Regions from separate parts of the Mus musculus genome. Here region 2 is linked to region 1. A link is a contact called in public Hi-C data. All regions are on one chromosome and are shown on one strand. Each heading gives the region's core, a stretch centred on a gene start, on an enhancer-like site or on the middle of the called end of the contact. The rest is flanking DNA. Distances are from core to core; before and after follow the strand shown. Region 1 overlaps Aopep (aminopeptidase O). Region 2 overlaps Aopep (aminopeptidase O).

Region 1 (4,082 bases), core at 1,228-3,727:
ACAGTGTTTGTCCCTGTCATTGTCACTGGGCTGTCATCATCTAAACCACTTTGTTCTACAGCTGCCTCTCCTAGCCATCCAGGATAACTATTCTGGAGGCAGAAACAGGATGCTTGAAGGTATGGCTGCCACATGTGCCCTAAAACCATGACCTGATGAGGCCCACATTTGGAGTTTAAGGTTGAATGGCACTCAAACGCAATGAAAACAAAGTGATCCATTTAAAGGAGAGCGACAGCCCAAAGGGGGCATCCTGCATGACTTCATATAGAATGGGCCATTTGGAGACTATTTAAATGGTGTTTACTTTCAGTGAGCTGTCCTCCATGAAATAGATAGTGAATGCCTTCATTTTCTTTTTTATTCATTGCACTTGTACCCAACCCCCTCACAGGACCAGCTGTAAAACAAAGAGAACACACTGTACTTAAATTAGCCCAAAGTTTTTCCTCTGTAGAAGCCAGAAGCCCGTCATACCCCTGGATGACTTCATAGCCAGGTCTGGACTAATTAACAAGGCAGCAGAGATGGGGGCTCTGGAGACACCCAGAATTAATAGTGCTCTCGTTCTCTGACTTGAGCAGCCAAGTTTGTCCTCCCTTTCACACAGATTCTTTAACTGTGGGCTTATGAGCCCTCCTCAAACAGAGATCAGAACTTTTTTATACTGTATACCCCAATACCATTTTCTTAAATTAGAGCATATTTAGAGGCCTATTTCAATAATCTCACAAGGCTGTTGTGCCATGAGACATCTGTCTTACAAGCATGGTAGCAGCTACAATAAGACTCAAACATTTTCATCTTCAAAACAGAACTGAAAGTTTCTTTAGAGATAACTGGATTTTTGGAAGGATAACAGGACTTGAAAGGGACTAATTTTCAAGTCAAAAGAGATGATCTAAAAAGTTGGGTTTGGCTCTAGGTGCAGCTCAACTATGAGTACTCAGGCAGCACGCACAGAGCTCTGGGTGTGATGCCCACCACACTAAATACACCACAATTAGAATTCACTTCTCAAAGTAGGTACATCATAGCCTAGAAATGCTAACACCATCACCTGAGGTGCTGCTTCATTCACTGCTTGGAAAACTGTCCTCAGAACAGCTTTGGAGACTCTCTTCATAAGGAGGTAATAAGGTACAAGTGAGGAGAGGCAAAGATGACAAGGAGTCAGCCTCAGCTCGGTGGGTGACAGCCGGATACCAAGGGGATGTGAGTGTGACTTTGTATCTTACACTTGTGAAAATCTTAAATATTTGAGACGGGCATTTTTATAAAATGAAAAAATTAGAAAATCAAAGTCCTGTAGACACATTTTGGTCATATCAATTAGCAATAGTAAACTAATGTGGGTAGTCAAGTCCTGTATACCTGGTATATCACTAAAACTCCAAAGGCAGCAACCATCACACACAGCTATTTCTGCACAGGCAAGAATGCCTGATATTTAAAGAGTTAGTGGCAAAAGGTTGTTGTTAAATTGGCAGAGTCCTTGCCTTGCGTACAGGGAAATTAAATTGGTTAAATCCCATGCACGGCTTAGACAAGATATGGTGGGACACATTTGCAATGTGAGCACCTGGGAGGTAAAGGTAGGACACAAATTCAAGTTCATGATTGACTGCATAGCAAGCTTGAGGCTAGCTTGATCACCATGAGATCTTGTCTTAATTTAAAAAATAACAACAAGAATAAAAATCAATAAACAAAAACCAGTTTAAGGCCAGCCAGATACATGAGATTTTAAAAAGAAATTGTTGTTTTCTCTGAAAATTTAAAAGGGCATACAAAGTTTTCCTACTGGAAGCACTCATGTAACCTTGGAAGCTTTCTGCTGTCGGGTAGACCAACAGAGTGAAGCCCTCAGTGATGTCAGTGTGCTCTTATGTGACATATCATGTTTCTCTTCTCAGATCCAATGTAGTTCCTATCTTAAGACTATTTCTCTAGCCACAATCCCTTCTTCAGAGCTCCCTGCCCAAATTACTCCATATGGCAGTAATGCTTTGGGAAGGTCATTACAAATGCAAGCTGTATAGGAATACGTGCATTTATGAGTATATGATAACCACATTATATAAATATGAACACCACAGGAACATGTGTAAGCACTATGTACACACTGGAAGGAATGCAGGCTCCTCATTTCATTGTTCTTCCCCTCATGGTATCCTTCTCCATCCCCAGGTACTTCAGCAAACCCCAGCATTCTTTCTGTTACAACTGAGACACTGCAATTACATGACCTACTTTATGAGCTTTTGGCCCCTCTGGCAAAGCCTTGTCCACATCAGTCTTCCTCACTATTGTTCGAGGGCTGAAACTGGCATCAGGTGGGCCAATGCCCATCAGCTTTCCCTTACCAGGCCAGACAATGGCTTCACAGGCCAATGCCACCCTACACAGAGGTCTCAGGTCTCTCTCTTTGCAGGAAGTATAGCCCTGGACACAGACGACTAGGAGAGAATAACCTTCAAAGGTAAAAGAGCGCCACCTGCTGAAGCGAGAGGGGCTGTGTAGATTGTGAGCATCCCATGGTTTCAAGGCTTCCCTAAAGGAACACTGGCACCAGTCTACCAGATCTCCTAGATAGACATGACCATAATGAAGATGAGTAGCTCCCCTGAAACACAAAGGACATCAGTGGGCTGAATACCACCTTTCCAGATGGTTGGTCACAAGACAAACATTAATGCCTTGCATGCAAACATTCATGTATGTCTAATCCAAGAAAAATTTTACACCAGTGAGAATGGGCAAATAAAACATGCTGGCAGAAGCACTGTGGTCTGAGAGAGAGAGAAAAAAAAATCCTAACATACTCTGTGTATATACTAAGCAGAGCAAGGAGGCAAGCAAGCTAGTGAACAGCAAATCACAGAATGAAAGCCCTGGAAAGTGTAAGACATCATCTGAGTCCACATGAGCAATAGAAAAGCCAAACACAACCCTCACAATGTGAGGGCAGCTGTCTACTGGAAACAAGGAATACGTTCACTGTGAAGTATACTCTAAGGCACGCCCACCCCACTTCTTCATAGCATCTGCATGCAGTACCGAGGTTCTACTTCCAAAACTAGGACACTCTACCTTGCATTTCCTTTTTGTGGGCAAAGTACTTACTTGATCATAGCCACCCCTAAAGCTTTTTAATTTACTGCCTTCTCACATGGAGAGAATGTGGAGCATTCTCAACACTGCTATTTATTTTGAGCCATCAAAATAGGGTGGGGGAAGCTGGCTTTTTGTCTGGGAGAGTCTTGCTCCTTAGTCATTTTTCCTGGAATTTCCCAGTCATACGGAAGAGAATGTCAGAGAGCTGACATATTGTACAGTCCAGACAGAGAATAGCATTTTGCCCAAAGTGAAATAACGTTTATGCTCTTTACAATTGAAAAATGGGGGGGGGGGGAACCAGACAAAGATCCTAAAAAAAAATCATTAATTTGAGGAGTAGGAATATGCCAAATTAGATTTATAAAAGTAAAGCCAGGGGGCTGGAGTGACAGCTCAGAAGCTAAGAGCACACACTGCTCTTGGAGGTGCCAAGGTTGGTTGCCAGCACCCACATCCAGGGGCTCACAACTACCTAAAACCCCAGCTCCAGAGGATCTGATGCCCTCTTCTGGCCTCTGCTAGCACTACACTCAAGTAAACACAACTTAAAAATAAAATCTTGAAGAAACAAACAAAAATTACTAGAGGAAAGTGATAGCATAGTGATCTTCTTTTTAAACATGTGTGGTAGAAACCAGCAACCATGTTCATAGGGGAAGCTATGAACATGGTATTGCCTCTGTCATTAACTATGTGGTTTTAAATGCCTCTGCCAGGAGCTACTTCCATTTGATTTCATAGACCATATTCAACAGATACATTTCTGAGCCCTATTAAACACAAAGCATAGCAGGTAGAGATGGAGAGACTGGCATAGATCAATGGGTAACATTTCTGCCAAAATGGCTTCATGCTGAGGAAGGTGAGTAGGAGTTAAACAAGTTCATCTGTGGCCTTTCTGGGGAAGAAAAAAAAAAGAATAATGACTACTTAGCTAATAAAATTCTTATGATACTCATTGC
Region 2 (4,232 bases), core at 1,275-3,774, 66 kb before region 1:
GCAAAAAGTTTTATATTAATATCTTTTAATCTCCCCCCCCCCCCGCCTTTGCATTAAGGAGACCACATTTTTATTCTTCACTGAGGCCTACAATCATGTAGCCAGCTGCTATTTATGAACAAGTTCTTCCTGAAAGAAGTCAGGCTTCTACTAGCCTAAAGCTGGTGTTTTAAAGCTGTGGTAACAGAGGTCACAGCTTTAGCTTTTAAAAATCCAGGGCAGGAGGGTCAGGCGTTCAAGGCCAGCTGGGGCTGTATACTAAGGTTGTCACAGGAAATCCAATAAGTTAATCAATTAATACATGCACTTGAGAGACAGAGGCAGGATAATCTTTTTGGGTTTAAGGCCAGCACTGGCTACACATTGATAACTGTCTTAAAAAAAAAAAAAGTAGTTAACTCAAAATATTTAGGGACATTTCCTGGCAAGCATTTCAGGAAGTGTAACTCAGACTATCCCCCCATACTCTTGGCAATGCTCATCACTTTTCTGAAACAGTCTTTTCTCCAAGTACCAGAAACTGACAAGTAAGCTCACAGGTCTCCAGGCTGCATCAGCACCCAGGAGTGCACCACAGATCCCTCTGAAGGCTGCCGAGGCTATCAGTATCCCAGCTCTCTTCTCAAAGCTCCCTATACCCCAAATATCCCCTGAAGGACTCAAAAGTCAGAGACACCTGACATAGCACTGTAGAGCGTGAAAGTGCAATGTTCTAAACTATATTCTATCCCTTGGCAGAAGTGAAGCTGGTGAGATCTGCCTTCCAGTCTGCTATGCCTCTGACTCTGGTAGAGTTCACTATATCTGACTGTCTGAGTAAATGGAAGGTAAAGCCTCCCAGAGCCTCCAAGTGGCTTCACTGGGGAAATGAGCCCCAGCTCCCAGAATATTTTACATCAATGGATCTCTTGAAGTACTGATTTTGGTTTTAAACAGCAGTGAGTTTGTCTGTTTGCAGCTTTGAAATTTTACTTAACAAATGATCAACAAATTCATAAATTGGTGTCCACAGGGCCAACCTCCCAAGTATTCTGCCTGCCAAAATGCAAGACAGCTAGGGGAGCATGAGTTGAGAAAATAGGAAGGATTTATATTATAAACATATTACTGTCCAACCACTCATTCTTCTGGCTGGCCTGATGTTATAGCTTTGATTTTCCTAACATGTTTAATATGAAAAGGAACTGGTTTAAATTACCCAGTTCCAGATAAGTCAATGTATCAATGCATGAGAAGCCAGGTCTGTACCCCAAAAGAACGGCCCTTGATGATCTGAAGTACAGTAGAGCCTGTAGGGGTGGGGAGGGAGCTCTCCAGGGAGCATAGCTCTACTTTAACTCCAAGGCTAGGTATTGGGGAGGGAGCATGCAGCAATTCTGACTAAAGGGCCAGGTATCTCTCTGAGATTAGAAAGTAGACAGAAGCACAAAACTATTTATCAGAGTAGGAGGCAAACTTCTCCACTTTTAATATTCATAAAGTGCACAATAGGAAAATTGGAAGAGCCCTTTCCTTTGCAAATATTAGGCAATATGACCTCTAAAAGCAAACACCCTGTGAGACTATTACATAAACCAAATGACTACAAGGTCTAGGCCACAGCGGCATGGAGACGCTGCAGTACTGTCAGCCCAGTACCTGGAAGAGCCAAAGCTTCTAACCAGAAGGGAAGTAAACACTTCCTGATGCACAGAAAGAAATGGCTGCTGTCCCCTAAGCAAAGGAGGTTTAAAATAATTCAGATCTGGGGGAAAGTTTTTGTTAAGTCCAATGAAGAGCCCTTGGCTGTTTCAAAGCTGAGCCCTCAGAACTAAATTTAATCAAACTGCAGCAGCCGGCTGAAAAGCAGATAATAGAATTTGGCCTAATGTGTCATTAGCTCATGTTCACTTCAGTGGATTAGCTCCCAGCAGCATCGGAAGCAGATCTCAACGTTTGCTGGGTTAGATCTACAGCCAAAGGATCTACAGCCATGAGCAAGTCTAAAGAATTTCACACTAGCCTTCTGAATTACTTGGAGAAAGTAACTTAAAAAAAAAAAAAACCAAAACTTTTCATTTTATAATCTCATTATGAATCATTAAACTCTTCAAAACCCCTTAAGCACATACTTTTTAAAATACAGTATTAAAAAAAAGCTATAAATGGTGCTGGTTACATTTTAAATCAACAAATAGCTTTTATTTGAAAACCAAAAATTAGGGTTTAAAGTCATTCATTTGATGTGCTTCACACTAAAATTCACTTAGTCAAATAAGTTTCCTTTAAAAAAAAAATCCTCCAATTCTAGGAAGTTACTGAAACCATCATCTTCTAAGGCTTCTTCTCAAAGTACACAGTCTAGAATATTCATCTAGAAAGCGGCCTCACCACGGCTACTCACATTGATAATCAAATAATAAGCTTCATTTGTAAAATTCAAAATGTGGTTTGCAGATGCCAGGAGGCCTGGGGAGAGTCATCAGAGAGGAGCCCTGCGCTTCCTTTGTGCGTGGAGCTAACAGGATTAAGGCTTGAAGAATTGAATAAAGCCCTGGGCTGGTTAAGATGGATGGATCACATTTCAGGTTCCCATTTCATAATGGGCATGCCCCACATTTCTCAAAATAAAACACGCCAGTGAGCTCATTCCAGTGACTGTGCTTCCTGACATTCATTTTGGAAACTTTAAAATGGATTCTGTGTCCAGATCCTCTCTTGAGCCACATGGTTCTTTGTGTAGCTGGGCTGCCTGGTTCAGGCAGCTTCTTGCTTCATAGCCAGTGGTTTCCTGCTATGGTCCAGTTACATGGCAAAGAAAGTAGAGATTACCATGCCGAAGGATTTCTGTCTATGGACTTATGGTTTCTTACTTTCCAACTACGTGGTGATTTGCACCGGCCCTAACCTGTAAATGTAAAATGTGCAATATCAGCCATCTTCCTCTAGGCAGCGGGCTGAAGCACGGCTCTGCTGGTTTGCACCCTCAAGGTGGTTATTATCAAGTAGAATCTGTGGTTGGAAAGTGTCCAGCAGTAGCACAAACTGTCTAGAAGAGATTTTCATATAGGAGTTCCAACAGCTGTCTGTTAGGTCAGATTTCTGTGAGAACCAAGGCACACATTCTCAACTGTACACAGCTGTCCCGGATTAAACAGGAACAGTTTCTTAAAGTGACAACAAAAGTCCAAGTGTAAAGGAAGACAGTGTGAAGCGCATCAAAAGTGTTCAGCCCAGGCATTGCCACTGTGCACAGCATCAAGCCATGCTACCAGTCAGCGGGCTTAGAGGCTGTTTAGCCACCATGATGGCCAAAGCTTTGCTTATTAATTAGCAACTTATTAACACCAAAGTGCCTATGGACTAAGACACATTTCAATTCCATAATAGATTCCCTCCGCTTGAAATTCCTCTATTACAGAAAAGCAGTCTGTTTAAAGCACAGTGCTTATTAAATGAAGGATACACAGAAACTGTACAGAAACAGAGCATCAGAATTTGGAGAGGAAGTTAAAGAGAATTAAAACAAGCTGTGATGATCTTAACAAAGACACACAGAACCTGTTACTAGGCAGAGACATTTGGTCAAATTTCCTGTTTTCCCCCAAGTCCTGGTTTGGCTTGAATATGTTGTCAGTGCACAGTTTCCTGCTGCTGATTCATGCTGCTCACGTGTAAAAGCCAGGGACAGTCCTAAGACTTATCTAAGGACTTTTCTCTTCTCCAGACTTTGGTCTTCACCATAACCGAGATGATAAACTACAGATCTAAATTGCTGAAAATTGTAGCAAGTCCCCAGAAAATCACTAAGGTGAGTCAACACAGCCATGGAACAGTCTCCCTCTAGCCCTCAACCACTTCAGTCCAAGACTGCAGAGATAGTTGTGAACTACTACCAAGAGCATTAAACCACAGCCAAGTAAGTGTCACCGATGGCTCTTTGTTTAAAACAAACAAAAAGTTCTCTGCAAAAGTCTGATACTACGGCAGACTACTATAAAATCAAAGACCATTGCATACAGAGTGGAAGAAAATAAAAAGTCCTCCCTTGGGAAAGAATCCAAAACATTAACATTTCTCAGGATATTTTACAAATCATGCTGCTTCATTAAACACATGCCACTGGGAGTCTCCTCTATTACTAACAACACTTTTCATAATGACCTTCACATGTTTAAATCAATGGCTGCCGAAAACGTGCATTTATATTACATAAACAAAACCTAACATAAACATGCCCAGATAAAAAACTT

The links. A called contact is a pair of places that touch in the nucleus more often than the background predicts.
Region 2: a contact with region 1 is called in a Hi-C map of the N1E-115 cell line, with 4 times the contacts expected there. The contact joins two enhancer-like sites. A contact is called at or near these places in 1 of 39 promoter capture datasets (the 3T3-L1 cell line), 1 of 15 datasets of contacts at CTCF or cohesin (the NIH/3T3 cell line), 35 of 484 Hi-C or Micro-C datasets (the C2C12 cell line, the HL-1 cell line, the HPC-7 cell line and 19 more), 6 of 115 datasets of contacts at active chromatin or transcription factors (bone marrow-derived dendritic cells, bone marrow-derived macrophages, embryonic fibroblasts and 3 more) and 3 of 9 other capture datasets (adipose tissue, bone marrow-derived macrophages and pancreatic islet).

What each region holds. Positions count from the first base shown.
Region 1 is chr13:63,045,221-63,049,302 of GRCm38.p6, reverse strand. All of the region lies in intron 3 of Aopep (aminopeptidase O), which reads right to left. Among named protein-coding and RNA genes, the nearest start is that of Gm46422, 47 kb to the left of the region's middle. Within about 2 kb of position 2,477, at least 75 of the 459 cell types and tissues checked have an H3K27ac peak or open chromatin away from gene starts, as enhancers often do. A contact at or near this core is called in the C2C12 cell line, the HL-1 cell line, the N1E-115 cell line and 6 more, where this site is marked.
Region 2 is chr13:63,111,568-63,115,799 of GRCm38.p6, reverse strand. All of the region lies in intron 5 of Aopep (aminopeptidase O), which reads right to left. Among named protein-coding and RNA genes, the nearest start is that of Gm30409, 19 kb to the left of the region's middle. Within about 2 kb of position 2,524, at least 131 of the 459 cell types and tissues checked have an H3K27ac peak or open chromatin away from gene starts, as enhancers often do. A contact at or near this core is called in the C2C12 cell line, the HL-1 cell line, the N1E-115 cell line and 6 more, where this site is marked.